Linked DNA regions of Zea mays: region 1 is linked to region 2. Evidence: chromatin contacts called from public Hi-C data. All regions are on one chromosome and are shown on one strand. The core of a region is the stretch at or near the end of the contact, and the rest is flanking DNA. Distances in the headings are between cores, read along the strand shown. Region 1 holds the start of LOC100274784. Region 2 holds the start of LOC100277172.

The links. A called contact is a pair of places that touch in the nucleus more often than the background predicts.
Region 1: a Hi-C map of bundle sheath shows a contact between it and region 2, with 3 times the contacts expected there. The contact joins the promoter of LOC100274784 here to the promoter of LOC100277172 in region 2. A contact is called at or near these places in 2 of 25 Hi-C or Micro-C datasets (bundle sheath and leaf).

Annotation. Positions count from the first base shown.
Region 1 is chr2:194,253,983-194,258,634 of Zm-B73-REFERENCE-NAM-5.0, reverse strand. LOC100274784 reads left to right here and starts at 2,310. Exons shown (of 1, transcript NM_001149067.1): 1 at 2,310-3,343. The coding sequence starts at 2,445. The coding sequence ends at 3,029.
Region 2 is chr2:194,022,063-194,026,802 of Zm-B73-REFERENCE-NAM-5.0, reverse strand. LOC100277172 reads left to right here and starts at 3,041. Exons shown (of 3, transcript NM_001150818.1): 1 at 3,041-3,335; 2 at 4,153-4,341; 3 at 4,647-4,740. The coding sequence starts at 3,084. The coding sequence ends at 4,724.

The DNA of each region.
Region 1 (4,652 bases), core at 1,061-3,560, 230 kb before region 2:
TTGTTTTTGCGCAATTCTGCTGAGACATTTTTATTCTTTTTTTAATTTGTCCATTTACTCATTCCTCTTTTGAGCCCATTTCGGCTTCAGGCCTCTTTTAGAGGCCATTTCGGCCTTTAAGCCTTTTTTTTGTTCTTTTATTATCCATTTCCCATTTTGGGATCCTTTAATCCTTTATGCCCATTTCGGACTTAGGCCCCTTTTGATTTTGTTTCCCCTTTTGTTCATAACAATGGCACAATGAGCGTAGACATAGGGGGTGTTTGGTTAGAGGGACTAAAGATTAGTCTCTAGTTTTTAGTCCCTTTTAGTCCCTTTTTTGCCAAACACTAGGACTAAAATATGGACTAAAATGATTTAGTCTTTAGTCCTTCACATAGGTGCTAAAAGAGACTAAAAGCTCATAATTATCATGTTGCCCTTACCTTTTTATAGATAACTAATATTATGAGTATATTCTAAGGGTATTTGAGTCTTTGGACAATGTATTTAATGACTTTAGAATCTATTTAGTCCCTAAAACCAAACATATAGGGACTAAAGTTTAGTTCTAGGACTAAAGTTTAGTCCTAGAACTAATTGAAACCAAACATGCCCATAGATAGGTGCACAGTTACTTAGGGCATGTTTGGTTTCAATTAGTCCTAGAACTAAACTTTAGTCATAGGACTAAACTTTAGTCCCTATATGTTTGGTTTTAGGGACTAAATAGATTCTAAAGTCATTAAATACATTGTCCAAAGACTCAAATACCCTTAGAATATACTCATAATATTAGTTATCTATAAAAAAAGGTAAGGGCAACATGATAATTATGAGCTTTTAGTCTCTTTTAGCACCTATGTGAAGGACTAAAGAGTAAATCATTTTAGTCCATATTTTAGTCCTAGTGTTTGGCAAAAAAGGGACTAAAAGAGACTAAAAACTAGAGACTAATCTTTAGTCCCTCTAACCAAACACCCCCTTACTGGCAAATGATTTTTGCTACTAACCACCGAGTGTCACTTTTTTTGCATCTCATGTTATACTGAGAAATACCCAAGACTTTTTTTTTGGTAGCGGCTGCAAGGCCTGGGAAATTGACTTGTCATGGAGCAGTTCTTGTAATTCAGCTATGGCCTTATATTTCAGTTCAGGTAAATGACATTGACAGGAAATGTATCAGCCTATCAGGTGCTTCCACACGCTTGAATCAATGACACAGCACAACCCTTCCTGGTTGTTTTTTTAACCTGTGGAGGAGCTGCGTATACACACATACCATCATCGTGAATTCGGTACTATTTGCCGGCGTCTCCGATCCGTTCTGGACCAAACATTCAAAACTTGAGTATATGATACGCGTTGTATGAGTGAGGTGATGTGCTGTTCCGTGGTCTTGCCGGTTGCTTTCTTTGGCTAAAAGCGCATGGGCGGGCAGGGGGTGGTGGCGTACACTCCGCGAGGTTGCCTTGTACGACCAAGCGCACAGCAGTGGCACTGTGCCAGGTAGCAGCAACGGGAGCTGCTGTGCTGTGCCTGTGCGCCTGTGGATGATGAGCTGTTGCATAATTTCTTCGCACGGTGCCGATACATGATTATATGTACTCGACAGTCGTGTCGACAGCCACAAATATGAAATAATCGACCAGATCATGCCGATGGAGCCCTTGCCTTTGCCGTGGAGACCCAGAAGGGGAGGGAGGGGTGGAAAGACAGGGCCCGAGCGCATGCAAACGGGATGCGTACGTCCTGGCCTCGGCCTCGGCTTCGGCCGCGTCGCGTCGGCGAGTGCCCGCCCATTTGCGGTGCCCAGTTTTTGCCAGGGCACTTGCCGTCGCGCGTACGTGACGTTGGCTGTTACCCTCGCCGCTGGCGCTGGGCACGCGATCCGCCCCCGCGCTCCGGGATGCCGCTCCGCACGACCTGCGTGTCATCACGAGCCGTTGTTCCTTGTTTGGCGAAGCACGAGAACGCGCAGTCGCGCACCCCCGCGTGGGCGTCCCGGCGCTTCTCTGCTGAGTTGCTGAGTGCTGACCCGCCCTAAGCCCAAATGCCCAAGGGCCAAGGTACAGGTGGAAAGTGCTCCAACAAGGCAATGCAAAGCGTGGCAACGCACGCAGTTGCAGAGTTGCTCCAGTGAGCGCGCTGCACTGGTCTCCTGCTCCATCAGTTTGTCCGTTTTCGCCCTCTCGTTCGGTTAATAGATAGGCCCGGCCAGCAGAGCGCGAGCCTTGGCATGGCGTGTCGGGCGTGGCGTGCGTGCAAAGCGCTCGATCGCCCGTCCGCGTTCTCCGTCTCTTAGCACCCCCGGGTCCCCCCGCCCACGCACCTTCTTCCTCCTACCTCTCGTACCATCGACACGGCCTCTCGCCAAGCAGCGCGCAAAACCTCTCCCACCCGATCCTGCTCTCTCTCTCTCTGCTGCCTTCTCGATCGTACGAGGTACTACCATATACCATCCAATGACGATGCATACGCATCATGCATGTGTGTCGATGGCGGTGATTCCTTCTTCTTCTTCCTCTGAATTATGGATTTCTGACGCGGCGCAGTGCGCGTGCATGGACGACCAGCGGCAGCCGGTGTGCAAGGCGAAGCGCGGCGCGAGGGAGGAGGAGGTCCACGCCGCGCCGCCGGACTTCCCATTCGAGGAGGCCGCGGCGACGGCGGGGGAGGGCGACGACGGCGGGGAGGCGTCGCGGCGGCCGCCGGGGGTTTTCCAGTTCCCCTGGCAGGAGTGCAGCGGCGGGCTGGGCGTGTCCGCCGCGGGGCCGTGGGAGCTGCGCGACGTCTTCTTCCGCTCCCTCGTCGACGGGGGCGCCGCGGCCATCGGCGTGCCGGGGGACCGGCTGGTGTCTCCGCCGACCGGCAGGCGCGCGCTCCTCGAGGGGGTCGACGCGTGGCTCGCCGCGGCCGCCGACGGCGAGGTGGACCCGGTCTGGCGGTCCGCGCTCATGGCCCCGCGGCCGCGGGCCGAGGACGGAGACGGACGGACGTCGTGGGCCCTCCCCGCGCATGCTTCCGGGGTGAGCCCCGCGTGGCATTGAGTGCGCTGCGGCGCCCCCCATCATCAGCCGCGTGACGCTGACGTGGCTTCGAGACAGCAGCGCCGTGGTGGACCGTGGTCCGTGGCCGTGCCCGTGGGTGCTAGTATGATTGTGATCAGGATGGAGTAGGCAAAGGGACCAAGGAAAAGTAAAGAACCATGGCCAATGGCAATTGGCAATCGGTGATCACCTTGTCTTTCGAATGTCCTTTCCGTTCCATGTTCTATTTTATCTGTACAGCTATTATCGTTAGACGTTCTGGCAACAACAGCAACAACAACAAAATCAATGTATTCTTTGGAAAGTCATTCCAACATCAGTTTCTCGCATTTCACCTACATACGGAGGAACTCTCTACTTTTTAGTCTCCGTTTGGAGCTCTATAAATTATTAGCTAGGTAGAGCCATAATAAACTAACTAACAATTAGCTATGGTATTAGTCGAGAGTGTTAGAACCCAACAACTAATTTTTAGTAGCTAACTATTAGCTCTAAAGGTTCTAAACGGGACTTTACACTAAAAAAATACTTAGAGCCTAAACCACAGGAAGGTAGCATTATACTCTCCGAAGTAAGCAGACCCGTCAAAAGTTAAGTCATCCCGTCGGAAGTTACGCTCTTGAAAAGAAACGGTCGAAAGTTAGCTTAACTTTCTAGAGCCCTCTCGAAAGTTAGATAACTTTCTAGAGCCAAAAATGCCTCTCGGAATTTAATGGGATCACGACGTGCACACGTCGCTATTAGTCAGCTAACTTCCGACCGTTTACTACTCCTCTAGAAAGTTAGCTGCCTAACTTTCTACCGTTTTCTATAGACTCTAGGAAGTTAGCAGCCTAACTTCCTATCGTTTACTGTAACCTCTAGCAAGATAAATTGACTAGCAATACAAATATTGTTTCATTTTCATTATTCACCACATTGTACACATAACAAATATACTTAACAACCACATCACACAAAATGTCACATATAACATCTCACATACATAACAACAACATCCCATCCATTTCAAGCATTTCATCACATACATAACAAGTCACAAAAGCCCCAACATAACAAGTCACAAAAGTCTCACAAGTCACAAAAAAAATCAAATGCATGTTAGACATCATGTACAGTGACACGCCTGGGTAGTACCTCCCTCCAGGAATGTTCTTTTGAAGGCACTGCCTTGACATACTCCATTTTTTTGAAGTAGCATATCCCGCTTCCTGCACATACAAGAGCCAACAGGATATTTAAACCTTCTGAAGAAATAAAATGATAAATGATAGATTCTATTACAAAACAAAAGTGAAAGAGCCATTGTTGGACACATCCTTTTCTAATCATGCATGCAAATTGCACCAATGAAGTAATACATCCCTACTGCTATGGATAAAAAGGAATATCACAATATCATAACAATAGGACTGATAAAAGAAAGTGTAAGTAGTTTTGGTCGGTGTTGGATCTAGGATTACTGAAGCCTCGGGCCAAACTTAATATAATAAATGTGGCGGAACCGCCCGAATTATTCCAACTTAAGTGCCTGAGCCCTGCCTTAGAGGCTAGACCACACTTAAATGGGAATAACCCGTCAATCCCTCGGATCTAGTCCAACAAGGCCACTGACAGGATCAA
Region 2 (4,740 bases), core at 1,792-4,291:
AGGGTCATTGTGATGGTGCCATCGGTGCCTGTTGTTGCCCACATAAATACCTAGATCATGGCCTCAAGAGTGTCACAAACCATTGACATGGAGGCTAGGATAGCCTCATGCCGAGCCACTAGATTTTTGGCTAAGGACACCGACACTTAGATTTACTCATTTTTATAGTGTACAAGTTGGATCCAACTATGAAGGTGTTATCATAGAGCGGAGGTTGCGACTATGTTGGACACGGTCAACCTACAACTCAATAGGTTAGAATTATAATATCATCTTGAAGATACACATTTGGATGGAGCGCCAAAAAATATATTGGATTTCAATAACGAGAGATATACAAAGGAAACTTTTTATGAGGTCTAGTTCAGTAAGAATTTTGAAAGGGGCCAATACAAATGGTTGTCTATAAAACATAAAATCATGTAACACACCCGTCATATTCGTTTTAGCTCTTAATTTTTATGTCGATATTTAAATAGATGTTGATGAATATAGATACATATATAAAACACATACATACATCAAATATTATATAAACATATTATTCACTAAAACGAATTTTAATTTGAGACAGAGAGAGTAGAATTTTGATCCCCAAATCTATTTCGCTTAAAAGGGTCTAAATAAGGCTTACACTTGAGAAAACATGGCAATAAACTGCGGTCCTGCTTGGAAAAGAAAAAGAATTAAAAAAGAAATGGTCCAGTTGCAACGAATCGAGAGGTCGAAGTCTGCATCAACGACGTTCCCCATAACTCCATCGCTGTCGTCCTTCCGCGCGAGCATGGCAGCCGATCATGGCGTGCTGCGAGCAGACAGCAACCTGAAACATGCCAATCGGCCAGCACTACGGCGACACTCCAGGACATACGCCATCTCTTTTCGTCGACCTTTCGCCCCGGTCCCTCTCCCTACCACTGTAGCCTGCCTAATCCTCCTTTCCGGCTACGAATTTAATTCTACTCGACGTCGTGGTCCATGCATGATTGGATAGATAGATAGATAGATATACGTCTACTATGCATGTCCCGTGGAATCTTTCGAGTGTTAGGCCAGGTCACCGCTCACCTGCAGTGATAGACGATAGGTTTATGCTAGCTACGCGGAGCACTTGGCCGTTTCCCCGGCGAATCGCGGGTCCGGTCATTACTGTGCTGTGCATGCCAGTGTGCCGGCGCCGCTGGCCTATAGACACATGTAGCGGCGGAGCAGTAGCCAAGTGCGTCCCGTCCCGTTGTTCCGAGCGAGCAGCGGCCGGCGAGCGGGACGACGACGACGACGACGCGGCATAGACAAATGGCCACGATCGAGTTTGTTTAAGTGGCAACACAACAAAAGCCTATGTTTGGAGCCATGAGCAGCGGCACATGGAGCCCCTCGTGGCCAAAAGCTCTGCGCCCATTAAACTATCGAGCACTGTTTCGAACTCTGGAACTGGCATGTGCGTCTGCAGTGGCACAAACATATTTTTATTTGTTTGTTTATTTCTGTTTGTTTGTTTATTTCTGGCGATCGAGTGTATGATGACCTGGATGGAGGAGTTTGGATCACGGTGGAGGAGTGTAGTGTAGTATGAATGTATGATGCAGAGTCTGAGATGATGTTGAGCAGCGCCGAGATAGACGAGGTGGCAACGGTTGTCTGCTGAAGGTGATTATTTTGCTCGGGGAGAACCGGAGAAAGCGACCACGGCGACGGGCATGGCAATGGGCGACTGGAGCCAAACGATGATGGTGATTGTGTATATATAGGTGTAAAAAAGACGCTCAGAGACTAAAACGCCAGCCTCACCTGCAGGTAAAGAAAGCAGTGAAAACAGACGAGACGATATCAGCAAAAGGTTTTGATAACAGAGAAGATACACAGGTTTATCTTGCATGCACCACGCGTAACACGCATCGGCAAAGAAAACTCCGGCAGAGGCTGGAGAAGGGTCCAATTCCAATCCAGTCCAGTGAGGCAGGAGGACGCGAGAGAACTTCAGGCGGTTTCAGAGCCGGGACGCGATCAGGCCATCGGCGGCGGTGCCATCTGCAACGAGTAGCTGGCTGGCTTCCCTGTCTGGCCCGGCGACGCCGACGCCGACGCCGACGCAGGCGGCAGTGTGGACTGGCAACCGACGGACACGACACGGTGTGTTCGGCGATGGCATGTCTCCGCTGTCGCTGCCCCCCGCTTGCGATCTCGCCCGGACCCCGGTTGGGTTCACGTCCCCTTTTCAGCCTCACGCGCTGATACGCATCACATGCTGCCACCGATGTGATATGCTGCAGCTGGTCGCGATGTGGCAAAGTTATATCTCACGTTTTCCCGGTGACACTAGAGCACGGAGATACTGCGGGATACGAGCTCGTCTAGTTGAGTAGTTGTCCAAGTGTACCCAAAAGCTGAAAAGCATAATAAGCCTACCACCCATGCGAGGCCTTCATTTGGCAATTTGGGTAGGTTTTGAAATCCTTGATCTTATGTAGACCTAGTGTACTACGTCATCATGTGGATTGGATCAATACTAGAGTAACCAAACAAAACCGCAAGGACATTAGTCATCAAAACTTTAACCTTTAGATCTAGTAGCTATTTAGTTATGTTTTTTAATACTTTCCTATTCTATTATATACGTAATTTTAAATTTTTCTGATAATCAAAGAGCCTTATGTTTGATCAAATTTCATGTAAAGAAATAGTAACATTTATGGTACCAAATAAATATAATATTTATTTTTTCATTAGTTATATGTTTATACTACATTTATTTAGTATCATAAATTTCCAGACGTAGTTTTGTTAAGAGCGATAGCAATAGTAAACATCCACTTTTAAGAATTGAAATAGAAATATAAAAATTTGAGCGAGTATTTCTGTTAAAAAAGTTAAAAGTAAAATTGCGAAGAACGGAAAGGAAGAAACCCAGGTACACAAACCGAGCCACTAAAACGGGCCGAGATCCCATGGAGCATACAAGGGCCAACATCTTAGCCCATTTGATTGACTCCAAAAGTAAAAAAAAAACAATTCACACAGTTTTGTATCCATTTTCTATTTTTCTCCTCTCGAGTAGCGTGGCGGGCGTGGACGCGGCGGCGATGCTGCGGTCGGCGCTGCGGCGGGGAGGGGCGTCCGCGAGGCAGGTCGCGTTGGCGGGAGAAGCCTCGCCGAGAGACCTCCTCCGGATGCGCGTGGCGGAGCGGGAGCGCGCGAGGCGGCGGCGTCGCGACCCGGGCCGCGACGAGTTCTTCGTGCCCACGCCAGAGTCGCTGGCGTGGCTCGACTCGGTCTCCCTCCCCATGGTGCTCACCGCCGCCGCCGTGGCCCTCTTCACCAAGCTCCTCATGATGGTACTGCTCCGTGCCCTCCTAGGCCTTGTAGCTGTAGCTGGCTTCTCCTAGGGTTGTTTTCTGTTGCAATTGCAAGTACTGTGTATTTCCTTGAATACCCGAACATTATGCGAATCTTTTGTTGAGTCAATGCTATGGCGCGTAGTGTAGAATCTTCATATTGCTAGATTTGGACATGTAGACATGTAACCTGTAGGAATTTGAAGGTGGTTGTGACAAGTGTTCTCAGATGAGAGAAGTGCGGATTTATTATCTAGTTGTCTATTTGCTTCATAAGTGTATACAGTGTTTTCTTCATGGGCCTGGGTAGATTTGTGTTATCCTAATTGGACTTTTTACTATTGGATCTGTTTGATATTACATTCAGTCAACCTTTCTTTCCTTTCATACGGATGAATTCTACAATGTTCGTTCAGCTTCACATTTTTTGCCAGCTGCCTGTAGGGGTGGTAATGAGCTCTAAATTTTACACTATAAAATTTAAGGATCGAATCAGATTAGGATCAGACTCTATTTCTATTCATTTTTGAACTAAAATCAATTAAAGACTCAAACAAATTGTGAAGAAAATATTTGTTTCACAATCCGTTATCACCCCCTAGGTGCCTAATGTTTCGTGGCGATTTGTGTACACCCTTCTGGTTAACTAAATCATCAAGATTCTAGAATATTGTTTTAAGGTTAATTTTGAACTACTGGCAACTGTATAGTCTATATGGCTACGAAAGAAAACATTTAAATTGAATAGTGTTCTTTTTTATGTTTGTTAGGATATCAAAATAATGTTATGAATCTTATTTTCTGTTTCTGTGGGAAGGAACATGAAGCTACAGATCAAGAAAGGAGAGAGCGCAAGATAAAGAATAGCCACCCTGATCAAGGAACAGTAAGGATGCTATCTCGTGAAGAATGGGAGGAGGTCCAAGAAGTCAGGCCAAGGACCCCTTTTGAATCAAAGTTAGCTCGTCCACATGCCCGGATAAGAACGGGGGAGCCAGTGCGACTGGTTAGTAGATGTTTCTTGTGGTTAGTTTCTAAAATGAAGTTTTGCATGGTACTCTTTGATGGTTTATGGTACTGTCACCTCTGATGTGTTCTATTATTTTTATTCACCACTAATCCCAATGCTTAAATTATATGGCTTGTATGTTCTGTTATTCAACAGCTTGTTGCTCTAGTACTTCCCACATCTGGATTTAGATATTTCATTCATGGGATCCTCATGCAATCAAGCTATTGTCTTGGAGAACCTCTTACCCTTTACCTGTAGGAGGATGTTTTACTACTGATATCCGTATCCTTTACCTGTAGGAGGATGTCAAGGATTGGGCTACTGATGTAATCGCAGATTCTTTTACCAGAGCAGAAGAAGCTACCAAGAAAAAATGATTTAGAAGAATCTAAA